Linked DNA regions of Sus scrofa: region 2 is linked to region 1. Evidence: chromatin contacts called from public Hi-C data. All regions are on one chromosome and are shown on one strand. The core of a region is the stretch at or near the end of the contact, and the rest is flanking DNA. Distances in the headings are between cores, read along the strand shown.

Evidence for each region. Hi-C and Micro-C count contacts between places; a contact is called where the count stands out from the background.
Region 2: a Hi-C map of epiblast stem cells shows a contact between it and region 1, with 1.4 times the contacts expected there. The contact joins the promoter of HOXD1 here to the promoter of LOC110257186 in region 1. A contact is called at or near these places in 8 of 47 Hi-C or Micro-C datasets (embryonic fibroblasts, epiblast stem cells, fetal skeletal muscle and 3 more) and 1 of 2 datasets of contacts at active chromatin or transcription factors (skeletal muscle).

The regions. Positions count from the first base shown.
Region 1 is chr15:81,939,360-81,943,645 of Sscrofa11.1, reverse strand. LOC110257186 reads left to right here and starts at 2,263. Exons shown (of 2, transcript XM_021076352.1): 1 at 2,263-4,286.
Region 2 is chr15:81,985,608-81,990,215 of Sscrofa11.1, reverse strand. It overlaps HOXD1 (homeobox protein Hox-D1), which reads right to left and starts at 2,598. Exons shown (of 2, transcript XM_001925017.5): 1 at 1,600-2,598; 2 at 190-1,278. The coding sequence starts at 2,248. The coding sequence ends at 944.

The DNA.
Region 1 (4,286 bases), core at 1,014-3,513:
GCCACTTTCCATGTCACCAAGCCTAGGTCTGTCTGCTCTGTACTATTCAAAGATTGGGCACGGGAATCAGGTCTCTTTCAGTTCTAATAGTCTAGGCCTGATTACTGAACAGAAAAGGCATACTGATGATAAGGAACACCTACTGAATGCTTATTATTCAATACATGGTCAAAACAGGTAATGAATGTTTGGCTTGTGCCAAAAACTATTTTAAGTGCTTAATCAGTGAGTTAATGTATGTAAAGCAGTTAGAATAGTGCTGGGAATACAGAAGTGCTATGTAAGTAAAAATCCTCACAACAGCTCTTGAAGGTACTTTTATTATCTCTACTTTCCAAATGAGGAAACAAGCCCAGAGAGTTTGCCCTCCTTGCCTAAGGTCACACAGCAGGTAAAGATTTGAACAAAGGCAGACTGTACCAAGAACCTACTCATCTCTTTGAAAAAAAAATCTCCAAGTTAGCAAAGGACCAATGTCCCCTTCCCTATATGGAAGCAATTACTCACCCCATGGGGTCATGACATTAGAAAACCTAATTGAAGAGGGAGCCCCCAGAACTATGGGAGGGGGGTGCTGAGTGGTAGAGAGAACTTGGCGCCGGAGACCAAGGAACCATAGAAGAAGCAGGAGACACCCTTGACTTGTAATTCTCAAACATAAGTATACATCCTAATTGCTATGGTAGAGAATGTTTACAAACTGCATTCTGATTCTGTAAGTCTAGTGTGAGGCCCAGGAACCTGGATTATAAACAAGAGACTTGAATGCAGGCCTTCATTAAGAATCACTGGCCTAAGGTAAAGAAGGAGGCATAAGACTGTGTTGCCAGGAGGCAATGAGGAACAGTGGAGTTGGATCAGAGCCAGTCGTTGAAACTGGGTATCACTACTGATGCAGGAAATGCCCCCGTGGAACCCACGAAAGGCCTGAAATGGGCCCAACGGTGAAAGAAGAGTGTGTCGATGGTGAGGAAAGGAGGAAAGATGAGCACCTGCGGAGTTCTTTAACAGCACGAGCAACAGGATTCACCCTGGCTTGTCCTGGGTAAGCCAGGACAAGGCCCGTCTGCTTACGGGAGGACGTGCTGAATGCTCTTCAAGGGTGTCCGTTCCAGGTAGCAGGGATTGCGGGAAGGGAAAGTGGCAAGCACAGTAGCCCAACAATAGGGGACTGGTTGGGACCCCGCGGATTGTGCGCAGCTTGCCCCACCACCGGACCCTAGCTCTTTTCCTGCGCTTCGAAGCCTAGAGCGCGGAAATCGCGCCCCCTCCAGGAAGGCGGAGGAAGTGAGGTGGACCGCCACCCCGGTACCTGCCTTCAGACTCCCAGGCCTCGGGGCTCCTTCTGCTGCGCGTCTCGCGAAGCCTGTCCTGGGGGTGGGCGCAGCGTCGCCAGCGCCAACTCTCCTCAGAGGCGGAAAACACTTTGCGAGCGGAGATGGAGGGCGGGGAGAGAGAGGGGCGGGGTCACGTGTCCTTCCCTCCCCCCACCCCACCCGGTCCGCTCGCGGCCGGGGCATCTCCCTCGCCTCCGCAGCCAAGACGCTTGTCCTACAGCGCCTCCTCCTGGACAAGGCGCCAGACAGCCGAGCAGGGGGACTGTGCCAGCCCCGGAAACCCGAGGGCCGGCTTCTTCGCGCCGGCGGAGGTCTTCCCGCGCCAGAGGCTGTGAGCTGATTCTCTAGGGTCCCCTGGGGTGGCCAGAAGGAGGCGAGAGGACCCTGAGGCCGCCTCCCACCCCAGCCCCCCAGCATCGACAACGGGCTCTCTGCCCAGGAGCGTGCATCCCCCCCTCTTAATTAGGCGAGCCCAGGCGGAAAAGCCTTCCAGTTTGTCTGTTTATTTTTTTATTTGTTTGACCGCTCCGCTGAGCCGCTGGCCCCCACGGAGCCCTCAAACGTGCTGCGCTGGCGTAACAAGATCCGGGAGTGGTCTGGCTGAAGGATCGGCCTGAAGTTTGGCGGTCTGAACAGGCTCCAAGAGGAAAGGCCTTTTCCCAAAGCCTAAGCACCAGGCTGAAAAAATCTATACGCCCCCGAGGGTCACATATAAGGTCTTCTTTTAAGGTGTTAAAAATGTATGTGTGTGTTTAACACCTTGAAAGATTTGGTTTTCTTTTGGCCACTAGCTCTTATTTGCAGCCTGTTTCTAAAGTACAGATTTCAATTGGGGTGGGGTGGTGAGTCAAGACGATTGAAAATAACGTAGTCAAGGGCAAGATGTTTGGCTATATTTAGACTGAAGGTTGGAATAAAGGAAAGATGAGTAGCGAATCCAGAGGGAGGGAGGAGTGGAGAGATCAGGTTATATCTTCCTACTCCGAGTCCACTCGCCCCCTCCCCCTTCTCGTACTTTGCTGGTTGGATCTTCAGGCTGGACTATTTCATTGCACATGCGCCTGACGCCGGGCGACCGCGCGAGGCAGGCGTTTCGGGGGCCCTGAACTGTGTGGGAGGTGTGCGCAGCGCTGGGCGGTGTGCGTCATCGCGCGCTACTTTAGCAGGTACTTGCAGAGGACCTTGCATGCCCCACCTTAGAGAGGCAGGAAACATACTTTTCTTTTTCAGGAAAACCTATGTCAAAAGCCTCAAGATGCCTTCTGATTTGCAAGCGCTGTTCCTCCGAATCAACAAAATCGCCATGTTGCCAGTGAACCCTCTGAAGGTTGTCGTTTGGATCAGCAATTTCACATTTAGTACACGGCTTCTCCCAAGTCTTTCATCAAGGGGAACGGGAGGGAGGAACCACCCTACGTTCAGAGAGCTCAACTTCTCCCTCATTCTGTACAACTACGAAGTCTAAGGAACCAGTTCCTAGAAAGAGGGTATCTATTCACAGCAATTCCGGAAAAGTGACCCTAAATTGGACTTAAATCGGAATTCCGAGTTCTTGGTGTCTTCTCCCCAGCTTCCGGTGCCCCCGCGTGCCCTGCCCGGCGGCCGCACTGCGGCAAGGCCGTAAATACCTCTAACAGCTGCCTGCCAGCCCAGAGTGAAATACTGTCTTTGTTCCGATTTCTCTTGCTTCTCGAGCTCGGAAAGCAGAATTCTGGCGAAATACATTTATTTGGAGGAGCATCTAACAGGAAAATAGGTTTGGTTTTTCAGTCCTGGTGCTTGGCCATATTTATAACAAGGAGCTTCGTTCTTTTTCCTGGTCCTCGGAGACCGCAAGCCCAGCTCACTGCCTGACCTTAGATTCTAAGACCCTGACATGCCATCGGCTCCCTGATCTATAAACGGATAGAAGTTTGGCCAAGGACGCTGGGAGTTACACTCCCTGGCTTGTGGCCTCTTAGGGTCCGAGTATTTTTTTTATTTCGTTTACTTTTAAAAAGATTAGGTTAACAGGGACAGTGGGAGCATTTCTGGCAGTGGCAAAAGTGTTAACTAGTCTCCTCAGTAGTCTAAGTGGCCTGAGTTCAAATGTGATTTGCAGATTATTTACTCCCTTCGATGCAAGTGACCATTTAGTTCCAGTAAGCTCTTAACGCTACCACAGGGACTTACAAAGAGCTCCTTAGTCCTCCATATCTGCCCATGACATCATCCTCTGCAGCATAATCAGACCTGCAGCCTGCTCAGGTTCCTAGTCACTTGGGCGTGCTCAGTCACCAAATTCAGGGAAGGGCTACTGAAGCTCTGAACACAAGAGCTTGGTAATCACGGCCACAACTCATCCCCATCCCCATCGTGGTTCCAGCCAACTTAGGTGCTCCTTAGGCTCTGGAACTGCCAGGGGAGGGCCTTGGGAGCCCCCCCACCAGGGGCCTGCTTTTCAGTAGGTAATGCTCTATGCCAATATGAAAGAATGATCTCAGCAGTACCTTAGTAGAGGAATCGTTACAAAATACAGACATTCCAAATGTAAAAATCATTGTTTCTTATTTGTGGAGGATCGTAGTGATCCACGACAATTCCGCAGAAGTCAATGGGCCACAAATCTCCTAGCCCTCCATTTTGAAATGAGCATCATTCCATCATGAATTACTAAAAATGCCTTTCTATAAAGATGTCGTTTATTGTTCAGAAATCCTTTTGTGGCCAACATTGTTACACTGGAATATTGGGGAGAACATTAAATTAGAGTTTTCCGCTGGGTGCTTGAAAAATGATACTCTGCCATGTGTAGGTCAACCCCATGCGCAATGCGGCAGATTGTCCAAAGGTTTTACTCTTTCACAATGTGTCCATGAGGGAAAAGGCAATGGGATTTGAGAACTGCATCCTCAAGTGCCATTCAAAGTCCGTGGGAGAAAATTGCATTTTTCCTCCAAATAATTTTCT
Region 2 (4,608 bases), core at 1,349-3,848, 46 kb before region 1:
AGAATAGGGCTTTTTTCTCTCTTAAACTGCTCAGATAATTGTCCCTGTTTCACATACACAACCTGTCAGAAGGTTGTTATCAATGTAACAAATCCCAGAGCAGAATCAAGAAATTCCAAAAAGAAGAAACTGAATCAGCTTTAGAGAAAGATAATCAAAATAAAGGAGCATAAAGAAAAGCAAAGAGTAGCAGATTCTGTAATTTTTATTACAAAAAAAAGTTCAAACCCTTCACATGCTATGACATTAAATGTCACATATAAGTTCATTGCAAGCAAACCTTTTAAAAAATATACATACTGTATATATTTACATTCAAGTTTGAGTAACTGGTGTCAACGTATAGCTTAGGATCTTAATCCACCCTGTGGATTTCTTCAGCTACCAACTAAACAGCGATTGTATCTTCACTCAGGCACATGAAGAGGTAGAAACTGCTTTTTAAAGAAAAGGGGGGAAAAGGCTGCAGTGCAAATGTGAAGACCATTGTTGAAGCAGCTTAGCTACATTAGGGAGGCCCTACCTATAACTAGCTTTAGGCATCTCTAGAAGCTGAATACATGTCGCCTAGTCTTTTAAATTAAAACCAGATAAAACTTTGAGTAGATGCTTCTTCTGAGCACACCAGAGGCTTGGCAGAGCTCAGCAAGGAATGCTCTGCCACTCTGCACCGAGAATTGCATACAACTAAGACAACATAGCAGCAGGGCTGGGCACCATTTCCCTGATAAGACACAAATAAGTGACTTTAGAGACTTTAAATTAGCATCTGTATACCCACAGCCTGGAACTCAGAAGCCACTTAAGATAGTTCTCCCAAGTGAAACCTCTATTATTTCTGCCCATGCCCACCACCATCTCAAACTGAGCTAATAAGTCCAGGTAGTGGTGGGGTGGCCTATGAATTCTGCAGGCCATGGTTCTTCGGCCTCATGACTAAACTTTATGAAGGTTCGTGGGCCTGAGAAGGGCTCCCCGGGTTCTTGCCAGATTTGATGGGGCTCGTTCCTGAGAGGGGAAGTTGGAGGGAAGCCACGGGGGTGGCTGACAGCAAAAGCCCTTCTCGTTCCCTTTTCTTCTGTTTCATCCTGCGGTTCTGGAACCAGATTTTGACTTGGGTATCATTCAGCTGCAATGAGTTGGCTATCTCGATGCGTCGGGCCCGAGTTAAGTACTTATTGAAATGAAACTCCTTCTCCAGTTCTGTCAGTTGCTTGGTGCTGAAATTCGTGCGGATCGCGCTGGGGGGGCTGGCTGCTCCATACTCGGCGAGTTTGCCTGCAACGTAAAGACAGGGGCGTCAGAGGACGCGGAGACGCAACTAGGGAGAGGCTTGGGCTACATGAGAATCAAAGCCACAGCGCGAGATCCTCCTGGGTCTCAGTTGAGCCAAGAGAGAAGCGCTCCTTCCTGCAATTTTCTCAACGCCTGGCACTCTGGGCACGCTCAATGGAATTCTCCTACTTTAGTGTTGCCTCGGACCGCGCCCAAACCGCGGTCCAGAGGGACAGCTGCAAAACACCCCCGGGGCAATTCCGCGGGGCAGCCTCCGTCCCCAACCCCAGTCGCGTCCTGTCCGTCGAGAGCCCAAGTACTTACTTTTCTTCGGGGCGTTCCTCTTCACTTTCATCCACTCGAACGTGCTGAAGGCGGCGGGGAGGCCAGAGGCCGGGGACGCAGATGTGGGGTAGGCGCCGAGGGCTGGGGACGCGGTCTGGAAGGCCCCGGAGTGGCCGTCGGCCGGCTCTTTGAGACACGCGGGGAAGGGGCCGGGCTCGCCGAAGGCCACGTAATCCCCCTGGCCGCTGAGGAGGAAGGAGCCGCCGCCCGAGAAGACGGCCGAGGTGGCATAGTGGACGTGCGCCCCGCCGTCGTCGGCCGGCCGCCCGAGAGCGCACGGGAAGTCGTACGCGGGCCCGGGCCCCGGAAGGCCAAAGTCCGTGCCCCCAGCCGCGGCAGGTGCGGCGCCCGGCTCGTAGGCCCCCTCCAGGGGGCACGGCGCGTACGCGGGCGGGGCCGGAGCCGGCGCGGGAGGCTGCGCTGGGGCAGTCGGGGGCGAGGGCGCCGCTCTGGCCGCGGCCAGGGGCAGACAGCTGACGAAGGCGCCGTCGCCGCTGCCCAGGGGTAAAGCGGGCTGCAAGACCACGGGCCGGGCGTCGGCGCGGCAGAACTTGGGAGCGAAGCTCAGCACGTCGCCGCCGCCGCCCCTGCCGCGGCCGCACGACATGTAGTCCAGGTAGGAGCTCATGGCTCCAGCCCACCCACCTGAGCGCGCCGGCCGGGATTCGGGGCCGGCAGGACTGCCGTGGTCTGCGTCACTCAGCCTTCGCTCACTAGCCGAGCGGCCCTCGCCGAGCCATGGCAAGCGAACCGGGGGTAAATAGTGGCTTAATATAGCGGCGAGGGTGGCCACGTGGCGCTGGCCGGCCAATGGGCGCCGTCCCCGCACGGCGCCGGTCCCGACTGGCGCGCGGCTCCACGCGCCTGCCCCGCTGCCAACTTTGCCAAACCCGCGGGTGGCCGCCGCCCTGAGCACCCAGGCCGGGAGGAGAGCCGTACGGCCCACAAGCTACCTAGAAAGGGCGGGACGAGAACGTGGGATGCCTGCTCCCCGGACAGGTATGGACCAGGTTGGGGGCGGGGCGGGGCAGAAACGCAGGACTGACCGCTCCAGTGAGGACGAGAGGCTGGGGGGGGGGGGGGGCTCGAGAGCCTTTTCTTCTGCATCTTGGGTGGCTGGTCCCTCGGTTGCGGATGTGGGCACCATGACGTGGAAAGGGTTAAAAGAGTGCGTGGCGCTCAGCCCTTGGGGGTCGCTCCTAGCCCTCTTCCAGAGAAGGTAAAGTTTCTCCCCTTTTCTCTGAGCCCTATGCGCTTTCAGTTTTCTTGGCACTGATATGATCGCTCTCCTAAACCTGAGTATATGTTTAATTTTCCCTCCTTTTCCCCCTTCTCTCCGACTCTTGAGACAAATTTTTCTTCTGTAAGTGCTGTGTACCTGGGGCGGCACAAAACCTTCACTTTTAGACTGGATTTTCACATTACTTCGCAGCATTCCCTCCAGTCTCTTCCACTCCTTATATCTGTGGCGGCGTGATAAAGGCTAGTGTTGGAGTGCCAGGTTTCCATTTGAACTGAAGATAAAGTTTCTGCCTTGTGAGACGTTTAGCAGATTTCTTCATCTGACTAGGGGTTGTCAAAATAAAGAATCTGTCCTAGGAGTGGAATGCTTGTTGTGCTCCTCCCCGGGAGGCTGGCGCACGCACCCGTGCTACGCACGCTTCCTCCAGGCGCTTGGCTCCAGGGTGCAAAGCTTTCCCAGGGACCAGTCAGATCTCAGAGGTTTGGACGGGCTTGTACCTCGAAGCAATTAAAGCTTCTGTTCCATCAGATAAGTGCTGCGTCGTCTCTTGCGAGTGAAATCTGAGGGCTCACAATGTTAATGGGCTCACATCTTTCCCTTGATAATATGGTTTTGTTTACTGAGTGTAGAGAGACGGGAAATAAAAAATGCAGTTGGCACAGGAAATGAACAGTAGAAGGGTTACAAAGACAAGCTTTACATTGACAGACTTTGCAACTTCCTTGAGCATTAAAAAAAAAAAGTTTCCCTCTTTGGGGCTGTAGAAAGAAATAACAAATTCAATAAATGTTATTTACACACAGCAGTAAAGAAAGAGGGTGGTTTCCTAAAACTCTGTGTGAATAAAGAGTCTACTCTTAGCTTATTCAAGTGCTCTTGAAAACTTGATCTATTACAGCCGCTGAGTTATGATGACCGAGGTTTTATTATTGTTTTACTGATCCACTTGTCATGAAAGAGCGATTGAGCCCTTGCCTAAATTTCCACTCTGAGGAAGTCTGGAAAATAGGAGCCATCACAGTCCAGGGAGCCAGTTCCTTACAGTGATGTGAACTTGTGCATAAACAAAGCTGCACCAAAAGTATTACCAGTGGTGATGCTGAAGTTGAGCCAAGATGGAGGAGGGTTGAGCCAGGAGGGGAGGCGGTAGGTAGAGGCAGCACAAAGGAGTGAGCACAAAGCTGAAGGGATCTGGTGTTCCTGCACTGCGGAAGTTCTTAGATTGAATTGGGAAATAAAATCCTCTGCTGAAAATAGCCCTTCAGACTTGATAGTGATACTTCAGTTATCTTCTGTAGCTTGTCACATGACAAAGGTCTTAAATGGTTTTGAAAAAGAGAAAAATAAAGGCTCTTCTCTAGCACCTTGGTTGGGAAATGACAGACCTCTGCAGAGCTAGCTCAGGCTCCAAATGTGGATGCATTTCTTCACTGTCCTCCTTCTGTGCCCTTAATGCAAAAGTATCAGCAGGTCAGATGCTCCTGAGTTCACAATGCCCCATCATCCCCCCCACTGGCTAGACTCATTGCCCCAGCATAATGTCTCAGCTCTCACACTCCTGTCTCAAAACTATAAGACTCGCTCTCCAAACGTACTCATCTGATGGCAACATCTAGATCCAGAGGCCCCAGGAGGTCACGAAAGAAGGGTGGCCTTGTAAACTTTTCTAGAGAAAGATGTCAGACAGAAAACTCAGCCTGATTTTCTGGCAAATCTGACCAAAACCTATCACATTAAGGGCCTTT